Linked DNA regions of Mus musculus: all the other regions are linked to region 1. Evidence: chromatin contacts called from public promoter capture Hi-C data. All regions are on one chromosome and are shown on one strand. Each heading gives the region's core, a stretch centred on a gene start, on an enhancer-like site or on the middle of the called end of the contact. The rest is flanking DNA. Distances are from core to core; before and after follow the strand shown.

What was found. Promoter capture Hi-C pulls out the DNA fragments that hold promoters and counts their contacts.
Region 2: a promoter capture Hi-C map of hippocampal neurons shows a contact between it and region 1, with 8 times the contacts expected there. The contact joins the promoter of Lgr4 here to the promoter of Ano3 in region 1. A contact is called at or near these places in 12 of 39 promoter capture datasets (the 3T3-L1 cell line, 3T3-L1-derived adipocytes, the C10 cell line and 8 more), 2 of 484 Hi-C or Micro-C datasets (embryonic stem cells and muscle stem cells) and 3 of 115 datasets of contacts at active chromatin or transcription factors (astrocytes and embryonic stem cells).
Region 3: a contact with region 1 is called in a promoter capture Hi-C map of hippocampal neurons, with 7 times the contacts expected there. The contact joins the promoter of Slc12a6 here to the promoter of Ano3 in region 1. A contact is called at or near these places in 3 of 39 promoter capture datasets (the 3T3-L1 cell line, hippocampal neurons and stem cell-derived epiblast-like cells).

The regions. Positions count from the first base shown.
Region 1 is chr2:110,948,892-110,953,217 of GRCm38.p6, forward strand. Ano3 (anoctamin 3) reads right to left here and starts at 1,353. Exons shown (of 27, transcript NM_001128103.2): 1 at 1,167-1,353. The coding sequence starts at 1,212.
Region 2 is chr2:109,916,239-109,920,588 of GRCm38.p6, forward strand. Lgr4 (leucine-rich repeat-containing G protein-coupled receptor 4) reads left to right here and starts at 1,409. Exons shown (of 18, transcript NM_172671.2): 1 at 1,409-2,067. The coding sequence starts at 1,883.
Region 3 is chr2:112,264,093-112,268,889 of GRCm38.p6, forward strand. Slc12a6 (solute carrier family 12, member 6) reads left to right here and starts at 2,222. Exons shown (of 25, transcript NM_133649.2): 1 at 2,222-3,000. The coding sequence starts at 2,730.

The DNA of each region.
Region 1 (4,326 bases), core at 103-2,602:
AAGGAAATAAAACTTCTTGAAGTATTTTATTTTTCCTTAGAACACTTTGAGCTTAAATAGAACTTCACAGGAGCCCAAATTCACCTACTCCCACCGTCTCTCACTTTGTACCTAATTCCAACATACATTCAAAAGAGGATTCATGCAGATTACAGTTCCTGATGGGAAGTTCTTTCAGCACAATATGCTGCCTGAAGAATAAATCCCGACTAGGTTATTCTGGGGATATCCAAAGTTTTTGTTTGTTTGTTTGTTTGTTTGTTTAGAAACAAAGCCAAAGAGATACCATAAAGCAGTCATTTGGAGAAAGAATTTTAGAAGTAAGATTTCAATAAATTTTTATTTCAGTGAAAATGGAATGAATACTTGAAAATTACATATTTTAATGATTATATTAACAAATGCATCATAATTACCATTATTCATTCAGTAAATGGCATTAATGTTGAATAACTGCATAAGAGAATACCATTTCCAGAATCTATGTTAAAGAAATATGTGCTTTATGAGAAGCCATTTAAATAACAAAGCAGAACAAAGAGTGATTAAAAAAAAACATTCTTGATCTGACCATGCCCACGCAACTAGTGAAAATTTTGTGAAAGCTAAACGGTGGTCTGGGAAGTTCCAGGAAGACCCAAATACACATAAAAGTCGGAAACCCGTAATAAAAGTGGGGTCAGAAGAGAAAGTTTTCCAAGGAAATTATATCTGGGACCAGTCAACCGCTGGGATTTTTCCACGAATGCATTTATTATACAATTTTTCAAGCTCAGCACAAGTAATAAATTCTGCTCTTGTGAATCTTACAGGGTACTAGAAGCGCATACTGAGGCAAATATAACCCAAAATTTCACTCTTCAAACCCAGGGGTACTGCAGGAACCTTATCTGTTTAAACAGTTCACTGCAATGCACTGAAGGAGACTTAAGCGATATGAACAAACAAGTCCTGACATGACAGATTCTGTTCCCTCCCGGGCGCTGTGCGGCTCCGGATATCAGACTTATCTCCGTTGCAGGATAAAACATTAATAAAATGGGGTCCTAACTTTACAGAGTTCCACAGCTCTTCAACACAATACACGAGTGAAAAGGATGCTTTTGCAAGGAGATGCAGAGCGGGATGTGGTGCCCCCAGGGAAGAGAGAGAGAATTCTCACTGACCTTTTTGCTGTTTAAAGGACTGAATGGAGCCTGAGTGGTGGACCATTTTCACTCTGCGCGATCCAAAGGAGTTGAGGAGCTGTCGGAGAGGGATGCAGAGGAATTGCAGCCAGACTTTCCAGAGACACTCCTGGGGCTCTGAGTAATCCCAGAGCCACCAAGCTCATCGCAATCTGACACCTGCTTTAGCCAGCACTTAGCTCTGAAGGCTGTGTGCCCGCCAGTCTCATCGTCATAGCAACGTGGGAGGGCAGTCCGTGGCCGGCTCCCCTCAGTGGCTACTTCTGAAATAACCCCACATCCCGGCTGTTTCTCAGTGCTGCAGTGAGGGTGGGTGTTGTAAGGGGTTTGGTGCACGTGGGAGAGGAAGAAATTTCTTAAGGACAAGGCATAAATCCAAGCATTCCTTTAGAGCTATCACTAATGCACTCATTTTCAAGCTCTAAACCTCCTTATCAAACCCAGGCACCAGTATTAATTTCCTCGAAGTTGGTCTGTAAATAAAGAAGGGTGAAGCTGGCATCTGTCCTGACAAGAGGATACTAACAGATGTAGTTCTGTTTCCATCCTTCCTTCTTAAATATTCATGTGGGAGAGACCACAACATCCATGATCTGCCTTAGATAAGCACTAAGTTCTAGCATGCAACATTTAAGTTTTTTTTCTGCTTCAGCTACTTCGATTTTAATTTTTTGTGCGATACTGAAAGGTTTAATTCTTTCTAACAGATGCTGAAGAAATATCAACAATGGTACTCAATATAATCATAATTAAAAAGCCATAAAAATAATCTTATATTATAAAAAGAACCTGAAGCTCACAGCAACACACAAGTTCCATTATCACACAAATGGAAACAGTGTTTGGGAACACAAATTGGGAAATGAAGATACCTAACAGTCAAAGAGAGGAAGCAATCATGGCAGAAACACATGCAGTGGTTAAATGAGGGTAAGAACCAGCTCAAAATGGTTTCCAGTGTTCTCTCTCTCTCTCTCTCTCTCTCTCTCTCTCTCTCTCTCTCTCTCTCTCTCTCCCTCCCTCCCTCCCTCCCTCCCTCCCTCCCTCCCTCCCTCTCTCTCTCTCTCTCTCTCTCTCTCTCTCTCTCTCTCTCTCTCTCTCTCTCTCTTTTCATATAATCATGATTTCCTGATCCCAAATTCCTCCCAGAACAAGTTACATAAGGTATTATTGAACAGACATGCAACAATAGGGTCTGTTGGTTCCTAAGTTTGAAATTGTGTGAGACCAATTAATTTAGAATAAACTGAAGGTCCAAATAAAAGTAGATTTTAAAATGATAATGAAATTTCACAATTTTTAAAATCTCAAATAATTTGAATTATTGTTAATTTTTCTCTGTCTTCATACTTGTTGAATGATTCAAAGATGATAAATGTAGTAATATCAGCTTCAAGGAAAAAGGCATTCCCGTTATTCAGAGACATATAGACCCCAGAAACTTTAAATTGTGATTAATTATTATTTGTTATGGTTACTTATAAAGTAGATAGATTCAATAAGGCAGTTCTCTGGGTACTTTTTATTTCATTAGTAACAGGTTGTGAGATCATCTGAAACAAGAAATGGAACAGGAAGGAGGAAGTCAGAGACACCAGAGGGTCTACTGCAATGTACCCTGAGTAGAAAGAATATCAAGGACTATGCCATGATATTGAGCAGTGAATAATAGACACACACACACACACACACACACACACACACACACACACGACTTAGTGTGCCTACTGTGAAATGAGGATCTAGCAAAGACCTTGTCTATTGTCTCCAAAAAGACATGGTAGGTGGCTGAACAGATGTCAAGAAGGGTAAAGGGCACTAACTGCTCTTTCAGATAGATTAGTTATGACCTCAGCATCCTGTTGTAAGGTCAGAATTTTTCTTTAACTCTAGTCCCTGGAGATTATTCTAGTCTCTGAGGCACTGTACACATGTATATTTAAATGCCATGCAGGCAAACCAGCATGCATATAATATAATTAAAAACAATTTATTAAAAGGAGTGCAAGTCCATTGTATACCTCTATAAAACAAAACAATTCTCAAACCTATAGCTCAGGAAACATTGCTGAAAAGGGGGGAAGAAAGACCCTAAGATCAGAGGATGATAGAATTTATTGTGAGACTGAGTCTATCTCCTGGTAATGTCAGAAATTACACCCATAAAGTCTCAGTGAACATAGCTGGACAAACGTGAACTGAACAAGGACAATACCCGTGGGCATGCAAAATTGGATAGAGGAACCCCAAGAAAACTCAACCCTACAAGCAATTTAAAAATGCTGAGAAACTGTCTTCCTCTGAGAAAAGAACAACTAGTTACCCAAAACCAAATAGTTGGCCCTGAAAATATATATGCAAGTAACAGTACACAGACTGAACAGGTTATATTAGAAATATATATTTATATACAGACCTACCTGCATATAAAAACAATCAATTTTCAAAGAGGTCATGAATTTGGAAGAGTGAAGCAAGGGTGTATGGGAGGCTTTGGAGGAAAGAAAGGAAAGGGAAGGTGATGAAATGTATCATAATTTCAAAATAAAAGAAAGTAAACAGAAAAGCTTTTTTTTTTTTCAGTGACTTTTCAAGACAATTACACCAAACTGGAATCAACAAATGACCATCTTGAGATTGATTTTATATCATCTGAACTGAAAATAATGATAAAACTGAACTCCTGTTCATTTAGATGCCACCAAACTAAAGTGGTTCTAAGACAACCCCACCTTCTTCATAAGACTAAAATCAGGTAAGATATTTTAGATCTACTTTATACAAAAACAAAACAAAACAAAACAACAAAAACCAAAAAAAAAAAAAAAAACCCTAATACCCAATAAATCCGTGTCTCAGTGACTTGATTAGAGTTCTGATTTCCTTTAAATAGTTTCAAACTACTAAAACAAGGAATAGCTTAGGGATGCAAGCATTTAATTTAATTAATTATCACGAGGCTCATAGAAAAGAATTAAAAGTCTGTTTCTAGAAGATACTTCCAGGCATAGGCATAGCACCTTAACCTTCTAGACCCTCTCCTGAAGATCACTAATTGTTTTCAACTAGTATTCAGACTAGCAGCCAGCAGGAGAAAAGAAATGATACAATGGTTTAAACTGGATTTGAACTAGATTTT
Region 2 (4,350 bases), core at 159-2,658, 1.0 Mb before region 1:
TATTTACTCATGAAATTGGCTGAAAAGTAATAGAAATGGAAAAACAAAAACAAAAAACAAGTTGCGGAGGCTTCTGAAATACTAACTAGACCAGGAGTGAGATGATCTTGGGCAGAGGGCAGAAGAACATGGTATCCAAGAGATTCTGAGGCCTTGTCTATAAAGTCTGAGCGCCACTGGTCTTTCTTTTTAAAGTTCTCTTTCAACCTTATAGTGAGGAAATTCATCTTTCTTAAAACTTGTCTGTATTTATTTATCCATTAGCATAACTTTAGAGTATATGGATTCAACCTGACTTTATTATTATTTAGCATATTCTTTAATGTAGAGATGGTAGATTTTTTTTTTTTTATTTAGGAAATCGGCTAGCTTTTCGTTAATTTATTTACATTTTCTTTTTTTTTTATTTGCATGAGGTGGCTAGTTAACTTTATACAGTATAGATATTTTAATGCTCTTCTTGCTCTAATGTAATGGGTTCATTAAAAATGTGTACAATCTAGAGTAAAAACAACCAAAGGCCTAGGAGAAAGCAAGAAAAGAGGCACTGAGAATGCTGATTTTTTTTTTTCTATAAACATTATGTGGGAAAAAGGAAGGGATGCTGATAGTTAACACACAAGTTGTTTCTGGTGTCTCAGGGGCAGTCAGCTGGCACTCAAATGTTCTCTTCCAGTGCTGGTTAACCGGCACCTCCTTGGCTGGACTCCTCAACATCCTTGTGTTTAGGGAGAAAGAAGTCTGATTGGTGTCATGGATGATTAACCGCTAATTTAGCTCCCAAGTGTGAATGAAAAAGGGTACTAAGATCTCAGAGGTGATGTGAGATACAGGAGGGGTCACGCTGTTTTAATTTAGTGCACGGTTGAACTCAAAAATTTGGATCAGATAGAAAGAAATGTTTCTCCCTCCTTTTCGACCCCCACCCCCACCCCCATTTCTTTCCTCTGTTTGCAAAGCTCTCAGTGCCCTTGCCCTTAAGAACAGCGAAGAGTCATTTGACACGTCTGAAAGCTGGAGGCGAGTTTTACTTTTCAGGTCATCCAATTTAGGAGATCCAATTTCTGCGGAGGGGAGAAAAAAACTGGGTGGGGGAGGGAAACAGCAGACTCCTGGTCTTCCGATCTGTCTACCTTCAATACACAACCTGACATGCAGATCCAGCCAAGTCAGGGCTTTTACTTGAACCTCCACTACCAGCCCCAGCAGCAGCAGCACAACCTTGTCACTCATTCCAGAGAAACACGCCCCATTCCTCTTGACCAATAATGGCTCCACTGCCTGCATAGTAATGAGCTCGAGACCTCCCCTGACCAATAGCGCTCCCGGAGCGGGGTTAGTTTTGCATGTACCTAAATGATTTGCATAACCCGGCGGCCAGGGGCTCCCGAGGCGAGCGTGCAACCCTAGAAGGGAAAAGGACGCGCGGAGCGGGAGCCGCCTCGGGGAGAGCGCGGACAACCAGGGTGTTTGTGAGAGCTGGGGCGGGGGTTGGGACGCCTGGCCGGCATGGCTGGAGGCTGCGCTCCGCAACCTTGAGGAGCTGTGCGGCTGGAGGAGGCCCGGGACAGGAGGCGGCGGCGATGGCAGCGCGCGGCCCGGGCAGCCGCTCTGGGCCGGGTCGGCTGGCCTGAGCCGCGGGGCTGCCGGTGCGCGTCCATGGAGCAGCGGGAAGGGAGAAACTGCGGAGCGCCGCGTCCTAACGCTCCGGCGGCAGACTGCTGAAGGAAGCGAGCGCACGCGGACCGCCGAGGGACGGCGCCCGGGCCCCGAGCCCCGCAGGCCGGCTGCCCCTGGTGCGGCGCGGTGCGGCGGAGGGCAGCGGAGGCGAGTCGAGCGAGAGGAGCCGCGGGAGAGGCGGGCGCGGGCGGCGGCCGCAGCAATGCCGGGCCCGCTGCGGCTGCTCTGCTTCTTCGCCCTGGGGCTGCTCGGCTCGGCCGGGCCCAGCGGCGCGGCGCCACCTCTCTGCGCTGCGCCCTGCAGCTGCGACGGCGACCGTCGGGTGGACTGCTCCGGGAAGGGGTTGACGGCGGTACCGGAGGGGCTCAGCGCCTTCACCCAAGCACTGTGAGTGCGGGCGACCGGGCTGCGGGTTGAGGGACCCGCGGGCGCTGCGGGGCGGAGCCAGGGCTCGACCCCAGCCCCCAACCCCAGCGCCCTGGGGGTGCACGAATCACCTGTGTGTGTGTGTGTGTGTGTGTGTGTGTTGGAGGGTCAGGGGGATTGGCCCCCTTTCCCGTATGCTGGCCTCTCCAGACTTAGCCACTTTGAATCTGAACCTCTAGGAGCTTTTTCTTTTTGCAGCTTTTTTTTGGGGGGGGGGGTGCAATTACTACCTCCTACCCCCCACCCCCCACCTCAAATCGCAAGTGCATTTAGGGCCAGGAGGGAGGATGCTGGAAACGCTTGCCCTTGGCAGCCTTTCACGTGACCTCTTCCCCCATGCGGCCCCCTGTTCGGCTGGCAAAACTTTGGCCACGGATGAGGGCGCCTAGAACTTGGCCTGCGTTTGCCGACCAGGCACGTTCCATGGGGAAGCACCTGAATACCCCCAGGGTTCCCGCAGGCGGAGTGAAGAAACACCTGTACCTAAGAAGGGGAATCGCTTTCCAGTTTGGCCCCGTCCTGCCTGTGCAGTGTGACACCTTAGCTCAGATCCACTCGGGACTCATTACCACGAGCAGAGCCCAGGGAGGAGGAGAAGGATTCGGCCTACCCTGGGCGGGGATCCTTAGTGAATAAGGCATTTAAAAGAAGGAATGCTGACCTGAGGTAGAGAATGTTGGGAGAGAAAGTTCTAGAGCATGTGATCAGTGCAGTCTGTAAGGTGGGCAACCGTTTTCCGCCTGTACCTTCAGCAGAGCCTTTCGTGTGAGCTGCCTGTGGTCAGGAAGAGTAGCATAGATGGTTCTGACCCTCCCCACCTCCTTCCCCAGAGACCCAGAGAGCCTTTAGCATCTCAGGGAAGAGGGGGAATCTGAAATAGGTGTTGGAGGTGATGTTGGCAAATGCCACCCGTAGAAAAAGAATGGGGTAATTGAGCGGAGGGCAGCTTGTATGGCCCTTTCAGCCTTCTCGTGTTGTGTGGCCTATTGCATGATTAAATCAGGAGCAGTCAAAGACCTGCTAGAGAGGAAGGGGCCCCGAGAGGCCCTCTGGCAAAGGAAACTTCCTTTTTACCTTCAAGCTATCAAAAGAGACCTCTTAGGCGTAGCTTTAAAGGAATAACAGATCGTGTGAAGGGAAAACTCCCTTTTAGGCAAGCTGGGGCATCACTGTATTTCCAGGTGGGTGGTGCCGAGGCATTCGGCTGGCCCTCTCAGGTTGGGGATGTGGAGAACTGAGACCCTTGGCTTTGCACCCTAGTCTCAGATTTTGGCCCAGTCTTAGGTGTTGTTGATGCCTGGAAAGACCCTTTCTTTCGAAATGATATTTGACTTTTCACCAAACCATGTGAAGCGATTTGCTCATAGAGGTCTATTAAATCTGAGCAGGGCTGGCAGGTGAGGAGCTAGGGTTTTCCTGTTTCTTGAAACTCTTTGGAAATAGAGAATTCAGGCAGAAAGAGAACTGACTTTACCAGAACCACATAGAATTATGGTTATTATTATTATTTTTAAGAGTATTAGAGTTTGAGGAGTGTGCTAACCAAGGTCTTTTCAGATGAGTTATATTATTAGTTAAAAAGTTAGGATTTCACTGTTTAGTTTATTTGTAAAGATTTGTAAAGACTAACGAATAGTCTTGCCCCATAAGGCAAAGGGCCTGTTTGATGCGGTACCTAATGTCACGTTTTTATGGGAACAAGCTTCTCTAAGAAAGAGAGCATCACACAACCTGTAGATCTCACTGGAGACCATGAAACACCCTATCTTCAAGGTCCAGCCTTAGGGGAGTTACTACCCATAGCTTGTGGAATGGGTAGATAACATTTTCCTGGACTTTGGTGGTGGTCAAATGTGAGCCGATCTCTTTGTGATCAATAGGCAGAGTGAGGTCACATTCTGAGACCTCATTTTCCCCGGATACCCTGATCTCCCCTTCAGAAGGATGTTTTATATATGACCACTCTATCTTTAAGGGGTTTCAAGGACCGTATGTTTTCCTGTAACATGAGGGAACCAGTGGCTCTCTATAGAGCTTTGTCTGAGGAGGGGCAAGGGCTCAGGCCTGCACTATTTGCTGTCACAGTGGAACTTAGAATCCCCAAGGGATTTATTCCATTCTGAGGAACCATTGCAGCGTTCGTGAGCCACGGTTTACTCGGAGATCGAGTCCACAAGTCTCTAGGCCCTTGGTTATGTCCTAATTTCTGCATTTCACCATTGGTGAGATTACAGAAGCAAAAAC
Region 3 (4,797 bases), core at 972-3,471, 1.3 Mb after region 1:
AAGGGAGCTGAGGGTGTACATAACATAGTAGGTCCAGTGACTTTCTAACATGCACATAGCTTTACAGAAGACTGGGTTTAGTGACCCCATAATTCCAGCACTTGGGAAGTAAAGGCAGGTCAGAAGTTGAAAGTCATCCTCTGCCGGGCAGTGGTGGCGCACACCTTTAGTCCCAGCACTTGGGAGGCAGAGGCAGGTGGATTTCTGAGTTCGAGGCCAGCCTGGTCTACAGAGTGAGTTCCAGGACAGCCAGGGCTATACAGAGAAACCCTGTCTGGAAAAAAAACAAAAGAAAAAAGAAAGTCATCCTCGGCTATATAGTTTGAGGACATCCTGTGCAACATGAACTCATGTTTCACTTTCTCTAAAGAGCAAAAGAGGTATTTTGGCAGCAAAGGTGCTTCACCCACAAGCCTGCAGATCTGGGTTCAGATCCTGGGACCTATAATCAGAAGGACTCATGTATTTGTACACTCAAAATAAATAAGTGTACCAGTTTTCTAACCCTGCCCCCACCCTCACTGATGAGGATAGAATCAAGGGCTTTGGATATGTCAAATACTCAAAGATCTAATACAATTTTACATTTTAACGGGTTTCGTTTTATTTCCAAGCTATCAAACTCGACTGGAAATTGCCATTTGGTCAAAGTGAATTTCCAAGCCCTGGAATTAAGATGGTTTTGATTCATTTTTTTTTTAAACTATAAATCTTTTATGTGTATTTAAGTGCAGTGCCAGCATGGGTCTTATCACCTAGACCTGGAGTTACAGGGCCATGAGAACTGGGAACGGAATTAGGGTTTCCTTCAGAGCAGTAAACGCTGTTAACCACTGAGGGTCTAGCCTCCTGCTCCATTATTAAGTCCACTGATTTGCAACTAGGAGGAAAGGAAAGGTCTCAGGAAAGGCTCCAGTGAGTTTCTGCATTTTGATCAAACTTTCAGAGCGTTTTCAAGTAAAACATGGTTGAACTGAAAGTTATTAAAACACCTTGACGAATTAAATAAACATTCTAGTGTTAATAAAGTGGGTCAAATCCTGGAAATGTTGCAGAGCAGATATCCCAATGTCTTCTCCATGTCTGTATAAGTTCTCTTTAATGGAAATTTAAGCCTGGCTTGCAGTTTCAAAAGGATATGAACAAGAAAGGGGAAAGTAGCCCATAATGATGAACAAGATACAGGTGTCTTAGAAAAGACAACTGAATTTTTACAGAGGTCACATCTAAGGTAACTAGATACCGTAATGGGAGGTTTGGGTGCCATAGAGTTAAGGTTTCCAGAGAGCTTTTAGAGATGACCCTTGCGGTTCGCGGGTCAGTGTTCACTGAGTGCCTCTAAGCAGCATACTGAGTACGTGGAGCACAGGTGAGGAAAAAGCAGCTCGCCACACGCGTTCAGACCCTAGGGCGGACTACAGTTCCCGTCGTGCTCCACGTGAGAGTCGCCGGTCCGCGCAGGCGTGGTGCCCTCTGTCTCCCGCGCTGCATGCTCCGGGCGGGGCTGCTGTTGCCCGGCCGCAGGACGGCGCCGCCCTCTAGCTCCCCAGACTTCTCCGGACGGTTAACCTCGAATGAGGAACGAGAGGGGCGGAAAGGGGAGGGCTGCGGCGGCGCGGGCACAGCCCGCCGCGCCCGGGGCGGGGGGCGGCGAGGTCACGTAACGGCCTCGGGCGTCTGCCGGGGAGGGGGCCTCCTGCGCGCCGCGGCTCCGGAACGGTTAGCGGCTAGTAAACAACAGCTGCGCGCGCACCCGCATCAGCTGGCGCGGGCTCCCGCACCTGCGACCTCCTCCGTAGCCGGGACCAGCCTGCCTGGCCGTCTTCTCCCTCCGCCGAGACCCAAGGAAAGCCGGCGAGAGGCTAACGGGCCCCGGGAGGAAAGCGCGTCCTGTCACACGCAGTGCAAACACGGCGAGCGGTCGTGGGCTTGAGGGACTCGCCACGACCTGCCACGACCCTGCAGTGGGAGCTGCCCTGATCCGCTAGCCGCCGCCTCCAGCTCCTTTGCCAGGACGAGACCTCTGGGAGGCAGGAATCCACTCTGCTTCGGCATCCTCTCGTGGCTCTCCTCTTTCTCCTTCCTGTAGTGTGGGGGTATTTTCCCGTTATGCATGCGCATCTCTCCCACCAGACCCAAGTGGATTATCGACCTCAAAAACATCGGGTGGCTCAGCACACACCTCCTCCCAGCCAGACCTGTGGGGTATTCACCTGATACACAACAGGTGGCTGGTGCACACCTTTGCGCAATCTGATCCACGCTCTTATACGCCTGATAAGGGTGGGCCTGCATGCTCCGTCCTCAGCTAGAACCGTGGGACACTCGGCAGATAAAGGACTAACTACCTCATCCGGACCCTGGGGGTTGAGCAGAGGGAGGCGTCACCAGCTGCTGTGAGATCATGGCACGGAGCCCTCAGCCCTGGACCAGGGGAGATAGCTAGGATTCTGAAAGAACCAAGTTATACAGGATTAGCATCGTTTTGTTCTTATTTTGTTTTCTCGAAAATTATTTTTCAGTTACTGGTGGGGCACTTTATAAAACAGCTGGCTTGAATTCTATACACGGATTCTTAATTGGGCCTTTGTGGGCTGTAAATCAGGGTAATTGAGGGTTTTTGGTTTTTTTTCCCCTTCTATTTTTGCAATCAGAAGTAGCTAGTGTAGGAGGAAGAGTTTTTGTGAGCTTTTCCTTTTTTCTTTGTCAAAAAGGAAAGGGGGGGGAAAATGCATCCACCAGAAGCCACCACCAAGATGTCCTCAGTTCGGTTCATGGTGACACCAACTAAGATTGATGACATTCCAGGTTTGTCAGACACCAGCCCGGACCTCAGCTCTCGGTCTAGTTCTCGAGTAAGATTTAGCTCCCGAGAAAGTGTGCCAGAAACAAGCCGTAGTGAGCCTATGAGCGAACTGTCTGGGGCTACTACTTCTCTGGCAACTGTTGCCCTAGATCCTTCCAGTGACCGGACTTCTAATCCCCAGGATGTTACGGAGGGTAAGTAGAGACTCAGAGAGCCGGGTGTTTCAACCCTTGGGTTGTCCATGTTGGCTAACTACCCTAATTTTATAATCATAAATTAAGGCCCACGTTTCTGTGATGCTTACGAGTGTGGGAATAATAGCGACAGTTAGTAGGTCACTGCAGTAGTCTTTTTGGCGTGGGAAAGTAGCTGGCAAGAGGGCAAGGAAATGTCTATTTTGGTTTCCTTATTTCTGTCTTATTTCTAATTAAAATGACTATTTTTAAAAAATTAAATCTTTTACAACACACAAAAAAAGTTCTAAACTAAAATTTTAATGGGCTGGATATGCGCTTTCTAGAGAGCTTTGGGGCTTTGACTCCTAAGTCAGCGTTTAAGGCAGGTTGTTACATCTTGTGTCTTACTGGATTCTTTTGCAGATTCAGTTGGGTGTCATAAAATTATTTTTTGAAATTTATGTTTTTATAGAGTATTTAAAGTAACTGAATTCACTCAAGGAAGTGGTACTCTCTTGAAAGAATGGAACTTTCGAGAGGGACTTCTCGTGCATGATTCCCACATAATTTCCCTGCTGAGCTTTAGATAACTATTTTGTATATTGTATATTGAGTTTTGTAGTCAGAACCTATAGAAGCCACTTCTGTTCGTATTAACCACTTTCCAGACTTGACCTTGAGCTGACGAGCCTGACTTGAATTAGAAGTTTTCCTTTGATTTAGTGGGAAGAGGTGATGCAAGGAGGAAAGTTACTTTTTCCAGACTCAGTTAAAAAACTTGAGAACTGCCACTTAGTTTTATGCCTCATTCGGACCAGCATAAGTCTTTTTTTTTATTATTTAAGTTTTTCCCTTAAGAATCTTAAAGACTTTTAAAAATTCTATTCTACACAAGTTTGAAAACATGGCTTTAGACAGTGACTTGTTAAAGCAAGGCTATCTTACCATTTCCGGTCTCAGGAAATAGTGTTCCTCCTGACCTTAAGTGTTCCGGAAGCCAGAATAGTTTTAGTTCCTCAAATTTGCTTGTTTTTAATGTCTTGAGAAAGATAGACTTGGTAAAGCTTATAGTTCCAAAATTAACTAATCTTTAGCGAGTCATGTTTCTTTTATGGCAGTAGTATGAGTTAATTCCTAGTCTGACTGCTTTCTGTTGCTTAATAAACCTTACACTGGATTATATACACTATGTTAAAGTATGAGATAAAAGATCATAACTTCCTTTTCTACCATATTTATTTATCTATATATATATATATATATATATTTTGTGACAGGATCTCAAGTAGCTCAGGCTGACCTTGAGTTTTCTATATGGTCAAGGATGAGCTTGACCCTGGCTCTACCTCCCAAGTGTTGGGATTGAAGGCCTTTTTCAACCACACCCAGTTTTGTGGGATGCTGTGGATGGAACTCAAGGCAGGCACTCTGTCAACTGAGCTACATCCCAAGCCAGCACCAAATTACTTCCAAATTATGATCTTAATCTTTAATTCATCACATTACATTTGAATTGTTAAAAAATGCCCATTAAACAAATACAGAAGTGGATGCTCACAGCCATCCATTGGACGAAGCACAGGGTCCCCAATGAAGGAGCTAGAGAAAGTACCCAAGGAGCTGAAGGGGTTTGCAGCCCCATACGTGGAACAACAAAATGAACTAACCAGTACCCCCAGAGAACCCTGGGACTAAACGACCAATCAAAGAAAACACATGTTGGGACTCATGGCTCTAGCTGCATATGTAGCAGAGGATGGCCTAGTCGGTCCTTAATGGGAGGAGAGGCCCTTGGTCCTGTGAAGGTTCTATGCT